Linked DNA regions of Gossypium hirsutum: region 2 is linked to region 1. Evidence: chromatin contacts called from public Hi-C data. All regions are on one chromosome and are shown on one strand. The core of a region is the stretch at or near the end of the contact, and the rest is flanking DNA. Distances in the headings are between cores, read along the strand shown. Region 1 holds the start of LOC107926782. Region 2 has its middle 17 kb from the start of LOC107926839.

Region 1 (4,656 bases), core at 1,970-4,469:
CATCCATTAAAACCCACTATTTATTCCCTTTTTTAAAACTCAATTGCCAGTTGGTTCCCAATTCCCCTTGCCATAAACTTTTATATTTCACTTTCTTCTCATCTACTTCTCAACTATTCGAAGTTTAAACTTCAGAATTGAGAATCACCAGAGGAAGCGAACAGCATATAGATCAATCTATGGAAGAAGTAAATACGAGTCCCAACAATCAAATTTTGGAGCCTGATGAAGCAAATGGCGACAGCAGCAACCAAGGAAGATGAAGCATGATGAGCCCAGTTTAGCCGGTTTTTTACCAGTTCAACCGGTTTTCATCGGTTTTTAACTGTTCGGATAATTTTCAATTTGATGGAGGTAGTTGAACTGACGTAACTATCGATTCTTTGATTTAACCAATTTAATCTGTAGTTGATTTCAGCAATTATAAAATAAAATATAATAATTTAATATTGAAATATAATTCATTAAATTTTAAATTTTTAAACTGATTTTTTAATAATTTCTTATAAAAAAATTTCCAACATTTATTAACTTATGGATAAAACTATAGAAAATATGAAGAAGTAGTTATGCACTAAATGGTTCTTTAATATGTTGCAAAAAGTTCTCAAACATCTTCAACTAAATATCTAAACAATTTTTATTAAAACATTTCAATCAAGTTGTTTTTTAAGTTGAGTGAGCGGTACCCTAAAACAAAAAATTTCATCTTTTAATTTTTTTATAATATTAAAAATTTTAAATTAGAATATGATTAAATTATATTTTGGTCTCTCAAATGAAAAAAAAAGAAAAATTTAATTATTTAAAAATTATAAAAATATAGACTAATAAAATGATAAATTTATATTTTTTTTATCATAAAAATATACAATTTTATCCGGACAACACTCAAAATATTTTCTGACTCCAGCAAGGGGTGCTTTGTTCTTTTCACTTCCCTCGTGCTTCGAAGCATGAATACTAGCTTTTAGGTTGATTTTTCTGAGAGGAAGCCGATTATATAAGTCGTTAAAAATAGTTTTTCATTTTCTCTCTCAATTTCTCATTGTATTAAGGAAGCTTAAGAGATCTCTATGTAGGTTAGATTAATCCGAGATTCGCTAACATGTAAATTCAATAATAAAGTATAATAAATTAGCCAATTATAAATTGATTAATTAATATTTAGTTTTTAAATAAAAATAATTTTAAAAAATTATGTAAACAATTAGTAGTGGATGTATCAGTTAAGGTAAAAATTCCTCTTAAAATTACTACCAAAAAAAAAAAAACTCCTAAAACGATTTTGTCGTTCATTGGCAGTATTTCAAACTAAAGACATTGACTTTAGTAGTTGAGGAGTGGGAAAATAAATATAGATTCCCTTAATTTCGACAGCAACACTCATAGGCGGCTCAATTAGACTAAACAAATTGAATTAGATAAGTTGGAATGCATGAATGGCTATTCAAGTTGTAGAATCTACGTACACCTTACCATTCATTTTCTCGAATAGAAAAACAAATATAGGAATAAAACTTGTTTGATTCTAAACTGGAAAAAAACATAACGAAAATGAATTATTACAAGCCAAACCCCAAACATTAATAACCAAAACCAAACATAAAAAGCATGAGTGCATGAAGAACAATCATCTTGCACTTTGATTGAAATAAGAAAGAGCCGAGAATATAGTTTGCAGAAAGGAAAGTATGAGCAAGAGAGTGGCAGCAGAAATGGAAGCGAGAACCCAACTCCAGGGGACATTGAAATATTTCTGCCTCAGTTTCACCGTCCATAAGGTTAATTGTCGACCGCAGTGCCTGTTCACCTCAATAAATATAGGGGAATAATGGAAGTTTTCGGTGCATAGATAAACGTACTCGTTAAGCTTGTTAATCATTTTGGCCACATCTTCGTTGCTACCTTGCCGATTCTCGATTACCCCACAGTCGCATAGCAAAGCCACATCGTTGGCATAGTTGATGAGGCAGTCCAGGAATTTAGCATAATCCCTTACGATGCTAATATCATGTTTGAATTGTTCGTAAGCAATGAGGTTCCGAAACATTCGATCGGTATCGTGGTCGACTATCAAGGTCGGAATATAAAGTATTCCACGTTTAAATTGGATGTTAAACAAGCAACATTCGGAAATTTTGCGGAACTTGATTCCTCGCTCTGACAGCTCCGTTGCAGATCTTATGACTAACCGTGGTACGCGTCTCTTTACTTTACGGACTGGAGACTTCTTCCGATTTCCTTCGGCCTGCTGCCTTTTTTTAGAAAGACTTGTTTGCGAATTGGTTTCCTCCAAGCCCGATGTCTCTATTATATGGAAGGGAGCTGATTTTGGTTGTGGTTGTCGTGGAATCCAATTATCGTGCACCAAGCCTAGTAGATGCTCGTCATTTCGGATAATAATTTCTTCTTTATATAACATTGGGATAAGATCATCTTCATATAACATTCCGATCTGCCGTGGTTCTGTTTCTGAGAAGAAAATAAGTGCTTCCTTTCTTAAAGTTGCTCCATCAATCCCAAGCTTATTACCGGACATTTCTAATACACGAAAAGGAAGTTGATTTTTCGAGCAGCAACAAATCTTCTGCCACAATAGATAGATTCAAATTCTGCTTGAAGAGGGCATCGTTTTCTTCTCTCAATTTTGGATCCATGACTTTGCGAAAGAGTTGAACAACAAACAACCCATCGAGGACTATAATCGCCCCAAATTCGTCACGTTTCTTAAGATCATGTTCCGCGTAGGAATCCCAAACAAACTGTTCTATGGACATATAGACGTCGATGTAGAGTTCCAAACCTTCGGGCTGTTGGCGAGTGCTATCTAAATAATGGAGTTTCTGGCTTTCCATTGCTTCCAAATGAGGTTTACCGTGGTGGTATGGGCCTATGGAGATGATTTGCGGCTCAAAGGCACTTTCATTTACCCGACGCAGCTCACGAGGCGCCTTGAAAATGAAAGAGGGGGAAGATGCCTTCTTTGAAAGTTCACCCAACTTTTGACTCCAAAATCTTCCCAACTATTTCAGTTGAAACTTCACACTCCGCCATTACTAGAAAAATGAGATCAAAGAAGAAATTTACTATAAAAATGAGATGAAAGAAGAAATTGTTGAAGTTGAAGTTGAAGTTGGATGAGAAAGATTGGGTTATTTGTAATTACAAAAAGCAAAAGAATAACACTGCTCAAACAATGAGATGAACCATTAGTCTAATGTGTTGTATCATGTAACTTTAGCATCATCTATAGACGTCACTTCAAAACATATGTATTTATGGCACCTTTGAATCCACTACATTGACATATTTAGACCTACATGGAGTGGACCACCATCCGTATTTTCGGTCACATGGTATTACATGATAACATGATATTCTTTTATATGTATCCCATCACACAAAAAGAAAGATTTTCTTCCCCCTTAAGCACTTTTCTTGATAGCCCAGACAACCCTTAAGTCTTCCTACCTTCATTTCTCCATCCCTAATCCCTTTCTCCAGCTCTTCACTTGTTCCAAGTGAACCAACCTCTAAACAACCACCAACTTCTCCTTGTTGAATACCAATATCAACAATTGGTGCGGTGAGTGTGGATCGTACCATGACTTATTCTTCAATTGAAATTCATGCTCACCCAAAAAACCCTAACCTGGAGCTTCCTTCAACCAAAACACAAAATTAACCACCTGTGCAACTCATATTGCAGTCACATCTCAACCCTAGTCAGGCAGTTCAACACTAATCTCAACCTCTACTGGGCACTTCTTTCGCTCTCTGTAACACCTTATACCTAATCCAATCAACTGGTCTGAGTATTGAATGTCACAACCCACATGTAACTTAACAGATCTCCTTAACTATCCTATTTAAATGTTTTAATTTCCACATTTTACAAAATTTAACTTCAACCATAACCCACTTCAAACAAACTTTAGAATTCTTACAATTTCACTATATAGGTACTCTTCTGACATTATTCGCCATTTTGATTTAAGTCTATAACATTAATACATCCAATTTAATTCTCGAGGTGTAGCCTCTAAGGAGTGCCCTTCCATACATAAAAAAGACAATCACGCCCTTCCCACAAACTGATGATGTATGGCTTGGTTCCTCCACTTGATTCTCGAGTTAAAACTTTATCCTGCGAGTAAATATTAAATTTGCAAGTCCAAATGAGCTTAGTGAGAATATGCAAGACGACACTACTGCAATAATTCATAAAGTTTAAAGAACAAAGTATTAAGTAGAGATTTCAACTCCTTGATCATCCTTTCAAAGATTTCTTCACCGAGGTCGATGCCTCCCCATTTTCCCGCGGCTTACTGTTGACGGACTTATTCTCTATCTGAAACATAAGCATGTTCTTTTACGATAACGGTCCTGTATGGTACAGATTTTATTCTGCCTCATCCCAACTTCCCTTACTACCTAACAAACTTAACTTCCCCTTTGACTCGCAACCTTGGATGTAAATTCCATTGTCTACCACTGGTTGTCTTCCGTTTACTTAATTCATCAGATTTCATATCCTTACCCTCCGCTATTCTTGATGAACTATCTATCCCAGGGTAGTCCCTATCGAACGCTTGTCCTATTAGCCCTATGCAGTCTATTTGGCATTATTTAGTCCTGGTCAAACGTCCTTCC
Region 2 (5,186 bases), core at 326-2,825, 130 kb after region 1:
ATTGTCTAAGTTCAAACTAATGATAAGTGGGATTTTAAGAACGTTTACATTGCGAGAAAGAAAACTTACTTAATTAAATAATCTAAATGAGTCTGTAATCTCGTAAAAGAATCAAAGTGAGCATTTGATTCAAATACTTATAAGGATTATTATGTTGTCTACAATTCCAATTGAAGATATAACTAGTTTTGGCTATCGGAGCAGTTGACTCCACGGGTAGAGACATAGATGCATTTATAGGAAGAATGATATATTATACTAAACCCAAGATGAATTAATTATGAATCTGTTTGGGAATTAATTCACTTGTGACACTCATGGTGTAATTTAACTAAATCTCGGGTTATTCACTGACCATGCATATGTAACATATGTGCTTTAATAAAAGTGGAGACTTATGCTCTAAAGATGATTGAGTCTATAGCCAATATATTGTGTACATGACTTGTGTATGGTATGGCTTTACTAGAAATAGTGTAATTCATAGCTTAATAAAATAGTTAACGATACCTTTTTATTGGCATTGGGTGGATTGATAAATATGTAACGTGGCCACGGGTTGCTTGTTCTCAAACCAGCAATTTATCACAATTATTTTTTCACAATGATCATGATAATCATTAATAAAACATAATGGTGAAAATGAGATAAAATAGGATTATATTGAGTTAACGAATTTAACTCAAAGGGTCAGTATCTTAGTTGTTGCTTTAGCCATTGGAACCTCTACTGGAAATGCTTTGGTTAAAAACAGGCTCGAAGATATTGTGGTTGTGGTTGTGGTTGTGGCTGTAGTTTACAATGGAGCGACAATTTTTTTTGTTCATGATCATAAAATCATAATATTATATTTGGATAGATAAAATAAGATTATTTTTTGCTTTAGTAAAACTAAAAAAATAATAACAACAAAATTACAAGGATCCAAATAACAAGAGTAGACAGATTGGGAAATTAAGGATCCAGTCTGACTGCTAAGAAATTACACAAAAATAAATCAAGCAAAATGGGAAATAGGAATTCTTACGAGAGTAGCAGGTTTGCTTGAAACACATCGGAAAAATACGATCAGCTTTTGGTTTTTGATTGAGCAATATCATCGAACAGCTGGAAGACCAGGCTTCTGATTTTCGAATGAGGCAACAATGGGAGGATTAAAAAGAGAAGAAGGAATGGGGAGTTGGTTGTGGGTTGATTTTTTTTTTTGATTTTTTAGGGTGGCGGGTTGGTGGTGACAGTGGGAAGATGAAATAGAGAAGAGGGAAAGGGTGGTGACAATGATAGAAACCAAACTAGAAATCTAGAAGACTGAAGAAGAATAAGAACAGAGAAGAAGAGACCAAACAGAGAGAGAGAATAATTTTTACAACTGTATTCTCTTCTTGAACATTTCCATCCCTTACATGTGAAAATATAGGGAAAATAATAACAGCAAAAATAATAGAAAAAACAACAAAATATACGATAAGATTGCCATGCACAAAACGCACCATTTTATTAACTTGATGTTTCGCACTGTTTGACCAATTCCCTTAGGCCCACTATCTCAGCCCAACTGGTCTCAGCCCAAACTGGTTCATGGGTCCATAACAATTACTTCCCCTACGAAAGGATCCTTATCCTCAAGGATCGAAATGAGGATAGACCATCTTCAACTTCTTCAAAGGTTCCCTATTAGCATCATTGATGAAAGAGTTTGTCCATTCAACCAAAACTTCTATTGCAGCCGCATTTCTACATTTCACCATTCGTCCATCGATGATGCGAATAGGTTCATTGGCCAAAGATCATTAGTCGTCCATCACTCGAAGAGCTGGTTGCACCTGAGCAGTACCAACATGTTTCTTAAGTTGCAAAATATGAAATGTAGGATGGACCCTCGATCCTTATGGTAGTTGGAATCTATATACCACCTTCCCAATCCTACTGACCACCCAATAAGGTTCGAAAATTTTGGGAGCCAACTTTTTATTCAACACCTTTTTGACCAAATGCTATCTGTATAGCTAAAGTCGTAAATAAACCCAGTTCCCTTCGTAAAAATCGCAACCTGTGCGATCCTTATCAGCTTGCTGTCGCATTTTATCTTGAGCTTTTCTGAGATAAAATTTTAGTAGCTACCTAGCAGCCTCCCAACACTGCAAACTCCTATCCATAGTGGCCACGAAAGACACCCCGGCTAAGTATGGCGTGTGAAGAGGAAGAGATTGGCCATATAAGGCCTCATATGGAGTACACTTAATAGCTGAGTGGAAACTGGTGTTATACCACCACTCAGCTAAAGAAAACCAGTTGACCGAGTCCTATGGTTTCTCTCTCGTCATGCAACATAAGTAACCTTTCAAACACTTATTGAGCACTTTCGTTTTTCCATTGGTCTTCGGATGGTAAGTTGTGGAAATGTGGAGTTTTGTACCTACTTTCTTGAACAAGTCCTGCCAAAACTGGCTAACAAAAATCTTGTCCCTATCAGAATTAATGGAATCGGGTATGCCATGTAACTTGTACACGTTATCCAGAAACACTTGAACAACAGTGAGAGCAAAGTAAGGATGGGATAAAGCCATGAAATACGTGTACTTCGTAAGGTGGTCCATGAAAACCAGAATCACATTTTTGCCTTTGGAGCAAGGCAGCCCTTCAATAAAATCTATAGCAATGGAAGACCAAGCTTGTTCGGGAATGGGTGATGGCTATAACAGACCTGGAAGAGTGACAGTTTCGATCTTGTTTCTTTGATAGAGGTGCATTCATGTATCACTTGTTTGATGTCCTTAGTGAGTCCTTTTCAATACAACTGACTATTGATTCTCTTGATAGTAGCATGAACCCCCAAATGGCCATCGAGAACACTGTCATGGAATAACTTAAAGAGTTCCTATTTCAAACTGCCTACATTCCTAACCACAATCATGTCTTTCCTTCGAAGGAATATGCCATCCCAACTAAACTCTAGGTGGGAGTTGTTCTACTATTGGACCTTACCACACAACTTCCATAGTTTAGGATCCAACTGATAAGATGTTTCTACATGAGACAGCAGTTGAGAGCTAACAGCACTAGAGGTAAGCAGGAACAATTGCCCATCACGCAAAACAGGCTAACTGGACAAAGCATCAGCAGCTGAGTTTCCAGACCCATTTCGATATAATACCTCAATAAAAGCTAGTCATCTTAGGAACCCATTTTTGTTGAAAGGGTGTAACTTCCATCTTCTCAGTCAAGAATTTTAAGCTTTAATGGTTCATACGAATTTTAAAATGTCTCCCTATCAAGTAATAATGCCATTTCTTAACCGCTAAACGAGCAGCCATCATTTCTATTTCGTAGACTGATAAGGCTTAATGTTCCATGCCGATCCTTTGCTAAAATAGGCCATCGGTTTGCCCAACTGCTAAAGAAAAACCCTACCCCAAAACTGGAGGCATCCGTATCAATACAAAACTCTAGCTGAAAGTTGGGAAGAACAAGTACAAGGCAGAGCATAAGGATGTTTTCAACTACTGAAAAGCTCAAGTAGCCTATTTCGTACAATCCTAAGCATTCTTTTAAGCAAATCTGTTAAGGGCCTTGCCAGGATACCATGATCCTTAATAAATTGCCTACAGTACCCTAAAAGTCCCAAGAACCCTTTAAATTCCTTCACAGTGGTAGGAAAAGGCCAATTTGCAACACACGCCACCTTGGATTCATCAATGGAAACAGTCCCTCGAGAAATGACATACCTTAAATACTCTACTTGTTCTATTCCAAAGCAGCACTTGTTTCTTCAAACAAAGAGTCTATGGTGTCTCATGATCAAGAAGGCATTACGAATATGTGTCAAATGATCCCTCTAATTGGTTGAGAAGACCAAAATATCATCAAATTTTAAAATGTGGAGGGAGCATTGGTAAGGCCAAAAGGGATCACCAAGAACTCATATTGTCCCTCATAAGTTTAAAAAGATGTTTTAGGAATGTCAGATTCAAACATTCTGATTTGATGGTATCCCGCTTGCAAATCAAGCTTGGAAAATATCCTAGCTTGGCCTAACCTGTCAAAGAGCTCCTCGATGATTGGTATTGGAAAACTGCCTCCACAGTCAACCGGTTGAGTTGTTTATAATCTACACAAAGTCTCCATCCCCCGTCTTTTTTCTTAACCATCACCACTAGAGAGGAAAAAGGACTACAACTATCTCTAATGATACTCGCTTGAAGCATCTCCTTGATTAACCTTTCCAGCTCAAACTTTTGAACCATGGGATGTAATGCCTCAAAATTTCTAATTTCGTTATTGTGAAAATATAACACAAATATCTGTCAACTTTAGTGGTTATGTATTTTGGGAGTGTTTGGGAGGTCCCAAGTTCAAGACTTCGCTTGGGCAAATTTTGGTATTTTGAATGAATTAGGCCTTACTCTTGTTCAGTAGGCTTTTATTTGATTGTTGGGTAAATTACATCAGAATGGGCCTATTGGTTTGGTGGTTAAATGGTGTTTTATTATGGTAGAGGTCTTGTGTTCAAGTTCCTATGCAAGCAAGGGTATTATTTTTTTGCTCAGATTTTGGGATATAATTATGTAATGGGGGGATTCTGAGTAGTGAATGTATAGTGGGAATTAGAGGAGAAGATTAAGGGATTTTTGGGGGTTATCCGGATTTTATTTTATTTTTTCTCCTATAACTGAATTTTGACTCTCTTTTCCAAAAAAATTATGTCGTATATTCTTCTCCCTCTCCTCTTGCCAAAATTCTCTGAGTTTTTTCATCTTTCTCTTCTTTTTGTTCTTCTTGATTTTTCCCTAATCCATTTATTTTCCTTCATTTTCAAACGCAGTTAGTGCTCACTTAGTTTTGGTAAGTGTTTCTCTTCGTTTCTGTCATGAATCTCCTAGCAACTAAAGGGTTAAAAATTTTTCTCCACGATTTGGGTGTAGGGGGAGGCTTGAACTAGTGACTTCAGTGTTCTCGTCTTAACAATAGTTAAACGGAGGGTTATCATTGGTGGTACGTTGGGTTTCTGTTCATTATTGGTTGTCAATTCGCTAATAAATCCGTTAAATTGATGTTGAGTATCTTGATTATAGGCCTTGGAGTGCTCGGGGACTATTTTACGATCAAACAAAACCAGGTGTGTACTCGAAATGCAAAACAAAATGGATTCGGCGAAAAGCCAAAATTGCTTGCTATTTGGACAGCAG

The links. Hi-C and Micro-C count contacts between places; a contact is called where the count stands out from the background.
Region 2: a contact with region 1 is called in a Hi-C map of leaf, with 3 times the contacts expected there. The contact joins the enhancer-like site here to the promoter of LOC107926782 in region 1. A contact is called at or near these places in 6 of 34 Hi-C or Micro-C datasets (all in leaf).

What each region holds. Positions count from the first base shown.
Region 1 is chrD11:58,029,984-58,034,639 of Gossypium_hirsutum_v2.1, forward strand. It overlaps LOC107926782, which reads right to left and starts at 3,220. Exons shown (of 1, transcript XM_016857709.2): 1 at 1,430-3,220. The coding sequence starts at 2,542. The coding sequence ends at 1,634.
Region 2 is chrD11:58,163,261-58,168,446 of Gossypium_hirsutum_v2.1, forward strand. No RefSeq gene overlaps it. Among protein-coding and RNA genes, the nearest start is that of LOC107926839, 17 kb to the right of the region's middle. Within about 2 kb of position 1,576, at least 1 of the 9 cell types and tissues checked has an H3K27ac peak or open chromatin away from gene starts, as enhancers often do. A contact at or near this core is called in leaf, where this site is marked.